Linked DNA regions of Sus scrofa: region 1 is linked to region 2. A link is a contact called in public Hi-C data. All regions are on one chromosome and are shown on one strand. The core of a region is the stretch at or near the end of the contact, and the rest is flanking DNA. Distances in the headings are between cores, read along the strand shown. Region 1 overlaps LIMCH1 (LIM and calponin homology domains-containing protein 1). Region 2 holds the start of LIMCH1 (LIM and calponin homology domains-containing protein 1).

Region 1 (2,914 bases), core at 7-2,506, 75 kb after region 2:
TCTGAAACCGCGCCTAACTATGAAATCTGAGAGAGTGAAAAGATTCCTATAAAATTCCAGGTGAGTCTGAGGTCTTTTTATGGTATGCATATAAAAAGGGTTTTTCTACATTCTTCTGTGTAATAGCGAAAGATGTATTTCATATTGATGTTTCACAGGAGATGTTAGTGAAATTTATGAATCATAACCATATCCTGGTCATTTTACTTTAGAAATATTACCTGCTTAGAGTAATTCTGGTAACTCAGTCTTTTGAAGGTTCCCTACATATGACTGCCTTCTACAGTGGAGGAGAGGTTTGGAAAGGGTTGTTTTCTTGGTGCAAAGGATCTAATATGTACTGCAGTTGGCGCCACACAGAATTGTCATTTCCTGGCAGGGGCTGTCCCCTTTAGACTTGGAGTTGGCACAGAAACATCATTGCTTAAGAGAGCCAGCCCATTCCTGAGTGCAGTTTGACAGGTCTTTGTAAACAAACTCCTTCAGCCTTGTTGAAATAAGGGACCATCTCAGCCCTCCCAGGTACAGTTCACAGTTATTGAGCAATTGTTGGCTTCCCTTTCATCTAAAATCATCATTGCAGGTAGGATGCTGGGTTACAAATTGCATCCACCTATACTCTTGGTACACAAAAGCACACCTGCCTGATGTTTTCTATGACATTCCAATGAGCTCGCACCTCTCATGAAGATGTGGCGAGTCAGGCTCCGCCCCCAATGCCTCGCCCAGTTCCCGGGCACAGAAAGCGGAGTGCCGTTCACACTGGGGGAATCAATGGATGAATGAGTTTTGATACCTCGAGCTTCCGATTGAGCATCAAAGAAAGGGGCCAGACCTCATTTATTTTACATCTGAGCCTTTCTTGGACAGTTTGGGGAGAGAGAGGTTTTGACACTGATGGCTTGAGATCATTGGAATCTTTGGAGCCTTTCCATTGCCCCTCCTGCTCTTTTCCTCTTTCTACCATGAACTGTCTGGGGTCTTCCTGTCTGCGCTATTCATTTCTCCGGACTCACGGGAAGGCCCTGTCATGGGCATTTTAAGTACTGCATGGATTTTGTCCTCAAAGTAAAGCTTCCTTTGCCAGCTCACACATGATGGATTTTGTTTTCCTCCTGCCCGAGGGTCAAGAGAGTGAGCATTTTTGTATTTATCAGTCTGCCTGGCCATTTCCTCCCTCCTCCCCTGCTGCCCTCTCCCTGTCTTGTGCAAGAACTCAGTGGGTCCGGTGCAGTGACCTCCTCGGGGTCAGACCCAATTCTGGAAGCCTTTGTGTGCTCATTTCCTTAAATAAGTGGAAGGTAAAATGTTTGAAAGCAGGGCAGCTGTGGGCTGTTCCAAAACATTGATGCTGGTTGTTTGTTTTTCTGGATTTTAACAAAGGAGTTTTTTGCCAGAAGACCTTTGCACTCCTGCTCATACCACCACCACCCCCCAAGGTACAAAAATACATAGCAAAAATAAAACAGAAGCCAGACTTAGGGCTATCTTACCAAAACAGGACTCCTTCCTTCTTTAGACTGTACAAACAAATGAGTTCCCCAGTTAAGTTTCAATCAATCATTCCTGATGAATTCAGTGCAAGTTTGGCTTTATCTTTAACTCAGACCACATTGTCTAGTCCTTGGGGCTTAGCTCTGTTTTCTCACCTTGTTTACCCACCAAATGGTGAGTCCCTTTGGAAAAAAAGAATAGTTTACTGTTGGGTTCCACCCCACCCCCCACCTTCCCGTGTGTTCAGCAGTTAGAAAAAAAATCTCTCTGAAATGTGTGCAGGGGGATAATAAGCCGTTTTCCTTGGGTGGTCTTAACAGCTCCATGGCTAGATTGCTCTGAAATTGAGATTCTCAAAGGTGACCTCTTGATGGGGCAGGGGGACTGCTGACTTTCTAACCTTTGGGAGGGAAGGGGACACAGCAGTGGGGGAGACAGCGTGGAGGAGCGGTAAAGAACAGAATTCTGAGGCCTTGAATCTTGGCTCTGCCTCTTCCCAAAAGAGGACCTTGGGCAAGTCCCTTAGCCTCCATGCCCTAGCAGGGTAATGGGAGCGCAGGTAATAGTCCTCAGGCCATATTATAGTGATTGAAGGACTTAGCATGTCTTAGGCACTTAGAACAGAGCCTGACACTTAGTAACTGTGTTTCTTAGAGAAAGTAAAAAGAACTGGAGGTGGGATAATGCCAGGACAAATTGGCGTCAAGAACTCCAGGGGAGGGGATTGATTTCAAATAAGAGATAATTGGCGGGAATAAAAGTGGCAGAGACAGCCAGTAATTGAGGAGCCAAAGGTAGACAATAGGGAGTTCCCTTTGTGGCTCAGTGGCTAACGAACCCGACTGGGATCCATGAGGTGGTGGGTTCCATCCCTGGCCTTGCTCAGTGGGTTAAGGATCTGGCATTGCCACGAGCTATGGTGTAGACTGCAGATGCAGCTCCAATTCGACCCCTAGCCTGGGAACTTCCACATGCTGCAGGTGCAGCCCTAAAATGCCAAACAACAACAACAATAAAAATGAAAAATAAAAAAAAGGTAGACAATAAGGTGACTATCTGGAGACACTAAGCGGCTTCTAGCTATTCAGGTGTGCGACCTCAAGCAAGTCGCTTAACCTCCCCATGTGTAAAAGATGACAGTCTTTTAGGTTCATTGCAACTCCAGAAATCCAAGGACCTAGCGTCCATGGTTAGTGATGTCCTAGGAGCCGAAGCTGGAGCATGGTTTCACGTAGGGTCAAGGAAAGATGATAGAGTTTACACCCGGTGTCTGAGCCATTTTCAGAGTGTGACTGTGAAGAAAGCATCACTGTGGGAAAGGCTGAGACCTGGAGGCATGGGGTTGAATGGCGTCATGATGATAGCGGCTCACTGCTGCCCAAGACTTTCATAGGTTTCTTGTGTGTATTCTTCCCATCCC
Region 2 (3,030 bases), core at 472-2,971:
GACAGGAACTCCTCCCCTGCTTTTTGGAAGGCAGGGTGGAAGGAACCATCAGCACTGCTTATATGGCAGGCCCAGCTTTGGTCCTTTCCCATTCACAACTCCTGGTGGCCCCTCACAATGATTTCCTGAAATGTTGCCCTTTCAACCTCATTTGAGATAAGGAAACTGAGGCACATCTTGTAAGTGGCAGAGTCTGGATGGGGACTACTGGCCAGGCAGCTCGGTGTGCGGTTAAGGGCAGATCTGGCGCCAGTCTGTCTGGGCTTGAATCAGGGCTGTGCTGCTCACCAGCTGTGTGACACCCCCTTCTCTGTCCCCTGGTTTTTTCCTAGGGATGGAAATAGTCTATCTTACAGGGTTGGACTAGGGAATGAGTTAGTCAATTATTTGTAATGCACTTAAAACAGTGCCTGGCACAATTCAAGTGCCATATAAGTGTTTTAAAAGTAAATAAACTGAAGGCTGTCTGACTCCAAAGCCAGTAATAGTGGAATTTCAGGCCTGTTTTTTGTTCTATCCCCTTATTATAGCAGCAGAATTAGACAAAGGCTAAACTTGGACTCTGAACAGGAAGAGAGACTTAGCTGCTGAGGCACCCACGGACTTCTTGCCCTGTCCACTGCGGGGTGGCCTTCCCCCCTCCCAATCGGGCCTGTCATCCCTGTCACACTGGCCTTCTGTGGATTCCATGACCTGCACCAAGCTCATTTCTACCTGAAGGCCTTTATACCCATCTGGAAATGTTTCTCCAGATTTTTGCATCGTTAACATCTTTCTTTCTCCTTCCTGTCACCTCACCACGTCATGTTGTCAGAAAAACCTTTCTTGATCATCAGTTGGGCTCTCATGCAAAACAGAAGGCAGGCTCATTTGGGGGTGCCTGAGGAGAGTTTATGAAGAGACCACTAGCAGGAAGTGGGCAGGCCAAAAATCAACATGGGATGGGGATGCCTTTGCTACCACTGGGCCTGGGGACACGCCGCCGTAGGACAAGAGGCGACAGAGCACCTCAGAGAACACAAACTGCAGCCTTCACTGGAGCGGTGCAGCCAAATCCTCCAGCCTTTTGCAGTAAGAGGGGGCATAAATATCCCCACTTCCCTCTCCTCCAGCCTGCAGACCTCCTGCCTCCTTCCGTTGAAGGGAACTTGGGCTCCCAGGTCCCTCCCACCGTGAAGGTGGAGAGACTATTTGAAGCTAGCCAATGTTCTCTTCCCAGGTCATAATTTCTCTTCTCTGCTTTTACCTTCTTAGCATCACTCTCCACAATTACCTTCTTTTGTTTGACCCCATTTTCTCTAGAATATAATTATTTTGAGGGCTAGGTCCTGGAGTCCTCCCTCCCTCTCGTTCTTTCTTTCTGTCATCCCTGGGTCCCCAGCGACTACTTCAGTGCCTGGCACACAGTAGGTGCACAAAAATGATGAGTTAAATTAATCAACAGACGGGGACACAGGTAGCGTGCCTGGAGAGAAAAAGGCTCATAAAGGTCGCTTATCTTTTTTGTTTTCCCCCTTCCAAAAAGATCAGGCGATTGAACATCCCTGGCACCAGGTTAGAGGGCTGCCCCTCTTGCCACCACTGCCGCTGCTGCGGCGCGTAGTGGGAGGGGACTGCAGGTGCGGGCGGCCACTGTCCTGCTGCGGCAGCACTAGCTCCCCAGGGACGCGTGCGCCGGGCTCGCTCGCCTCTCCCGGGACAGCCCGGCGCGGGGACGTGCGCGGGGCGGCTGGCCCGAGTCCCTGTCCCGGTCGCGTCGTGGGCAGGGAGGGAGACACCCAGTGCTCACTCTCGGTTATTTTTAGCCGGTGGCTGACACCCCGCCCGGGGCGGGGGGCGGAGCGGAGGTGGGGGTAGAGGGAGCTCCCGGCGCCTCGGCGCTCGCTCCCGCGGGGACTCGCGGCGCGGCCGAGCCGGGCGGCTCTGGGAACAGCTGCGGCGGCGTCCTCGGCGGCAGCGCGGCTCTCCGCGGGGACCTGCGCCGAGCGGAGGAGGGGCCGGCGGGGGAGGAGAGCCGGAGAACGGGCGGGCGGGAAGGGGCGGGGAGCGCGCTCCTGCGGCGGCAGCGGCGGCGGCGGCCGTCCTCATCCCGGCGGCCCAGCGCTCGAGTGGACGCGGGGCTTCGCAAATGGCTTGTCCCGCTCTCGGTCTGGAAGCTCTTCAGCCCTTGCAGCCCGAGCCGCCCCCCGAGCCCGCCTTCTCCGAGGCGCAGAAGTGGATCGAGGTAGGTGCCCGCGGCTGGCGGGCGGCCTTGCAGGGGCGCCCGGAGCCCCTGACCCGCGCACACACGGACGACAGGTCGAGCCTCGCCTCCCCCCACTTTCTTTTGCCAGCTGCGCCAGGTCACCCGCCAGGGCCTCGAGCGAGCTGTGATTCTCTGACGCTTTGGTACTGGCGACTTGGGTGAGGGTGGGCGCGAAGTGGGGACACTGCGCTCGCTGTGCATGTAGGGGGCAGGAAGCGGTCCTCTGCGCCTCCATCCCTCCTGCCCGCCAGCAGCGCAAATCTCAGCTCCTGCCGCTTCCAGGCGCTGCCACGGGAAGCGCAGTGCGAGCCCAAGCGCCGCAAAGGCGCATTAAGCGAGAGCCTCCGGAGTCCTTGCCGAGGCCGCATTTGGCGGGGGGCGGGGGAGAGGGCCTGCTCCACGTCCTATTCTGCCGGTTGGTGCCCCCTCCCTGCCCTTGGGAAGCAGAGCTGTGTATATCACCACGGAAGCGCGTACCCACTGGACCCTCGGGCTGTATTCTTGGCACTGGGTCAGGTGTGAGGCTGGCATAGCACAGAGGGCCGGGGAGCCTGCTAGACCCACCTGCGAAAGCGCCATCCGCGCAGACCAAACATCGGCAGCCCCTACTCCATCCGAGAGGCGGTGGGGCGGGCTCGCAGGGGCCGAGTACCGGGCCCCGTTGGCATATTTTACTTCTTAAATGACTCGGTGGCAGGCTAGGGAAATCACTGGAGCTCTCGGCTCAGTCCAGGAAGCGATCCCTGGGCGATCCTGATTCTCGATGTCTATCTGTAAATGCAGCT

Evidence for each region. Hi-C and Micro-C count contacts between places; a contact is called where the count stands out from the background.
Region 1: a Hi-C map of liver shows a contact between it and region 2, with 1.7 times the contacts expected there. The contact joins the enhancer-like site here to the promoter of LIMCH1 in region 2. A contact is called at or near these places in 1 of 5 promoter capture datasets (liver), 4 of 47 Hi-C or Micro-C datasets (fetal heart ventricle, liver and psoas muscle) and 1 of 2 datasets of contacts at active chromatin or transcription factors (skeletal muscle).

The regions. Positions count from the first base shown.
Region 1 is chr8:32,506,700-32,509,613 of Sscrofa11.1, forward strand. All of the region lies in intron 1 of LIMCH1 (LIM and calponin homology domains-containing protein 1), which reads left to right. Among named protein-coding and RNA genes, the nearest start is that of LIMCH1, 75 kb to the left of the region's middle. Within about 2 kb of position 1,257, at least 9 of the 83 cell types and tissues checked have an H3K27ac peak or open chromatin away from gene starts, as enhancers often do. A contact at or near this core is called in liver, where this site is marked.
Region 2 is chr8:32,431,314-32,434,343 of Sscrofa11.1, forward strand. LIMCH1 (LIM and calponin homology domains-containing protein 1) reads left to right here and starts at 1,722. Exons shown (of 35, transcript XM_021101157.1): 1 at 1,722-2,224. The coding sequence starts at 2,129.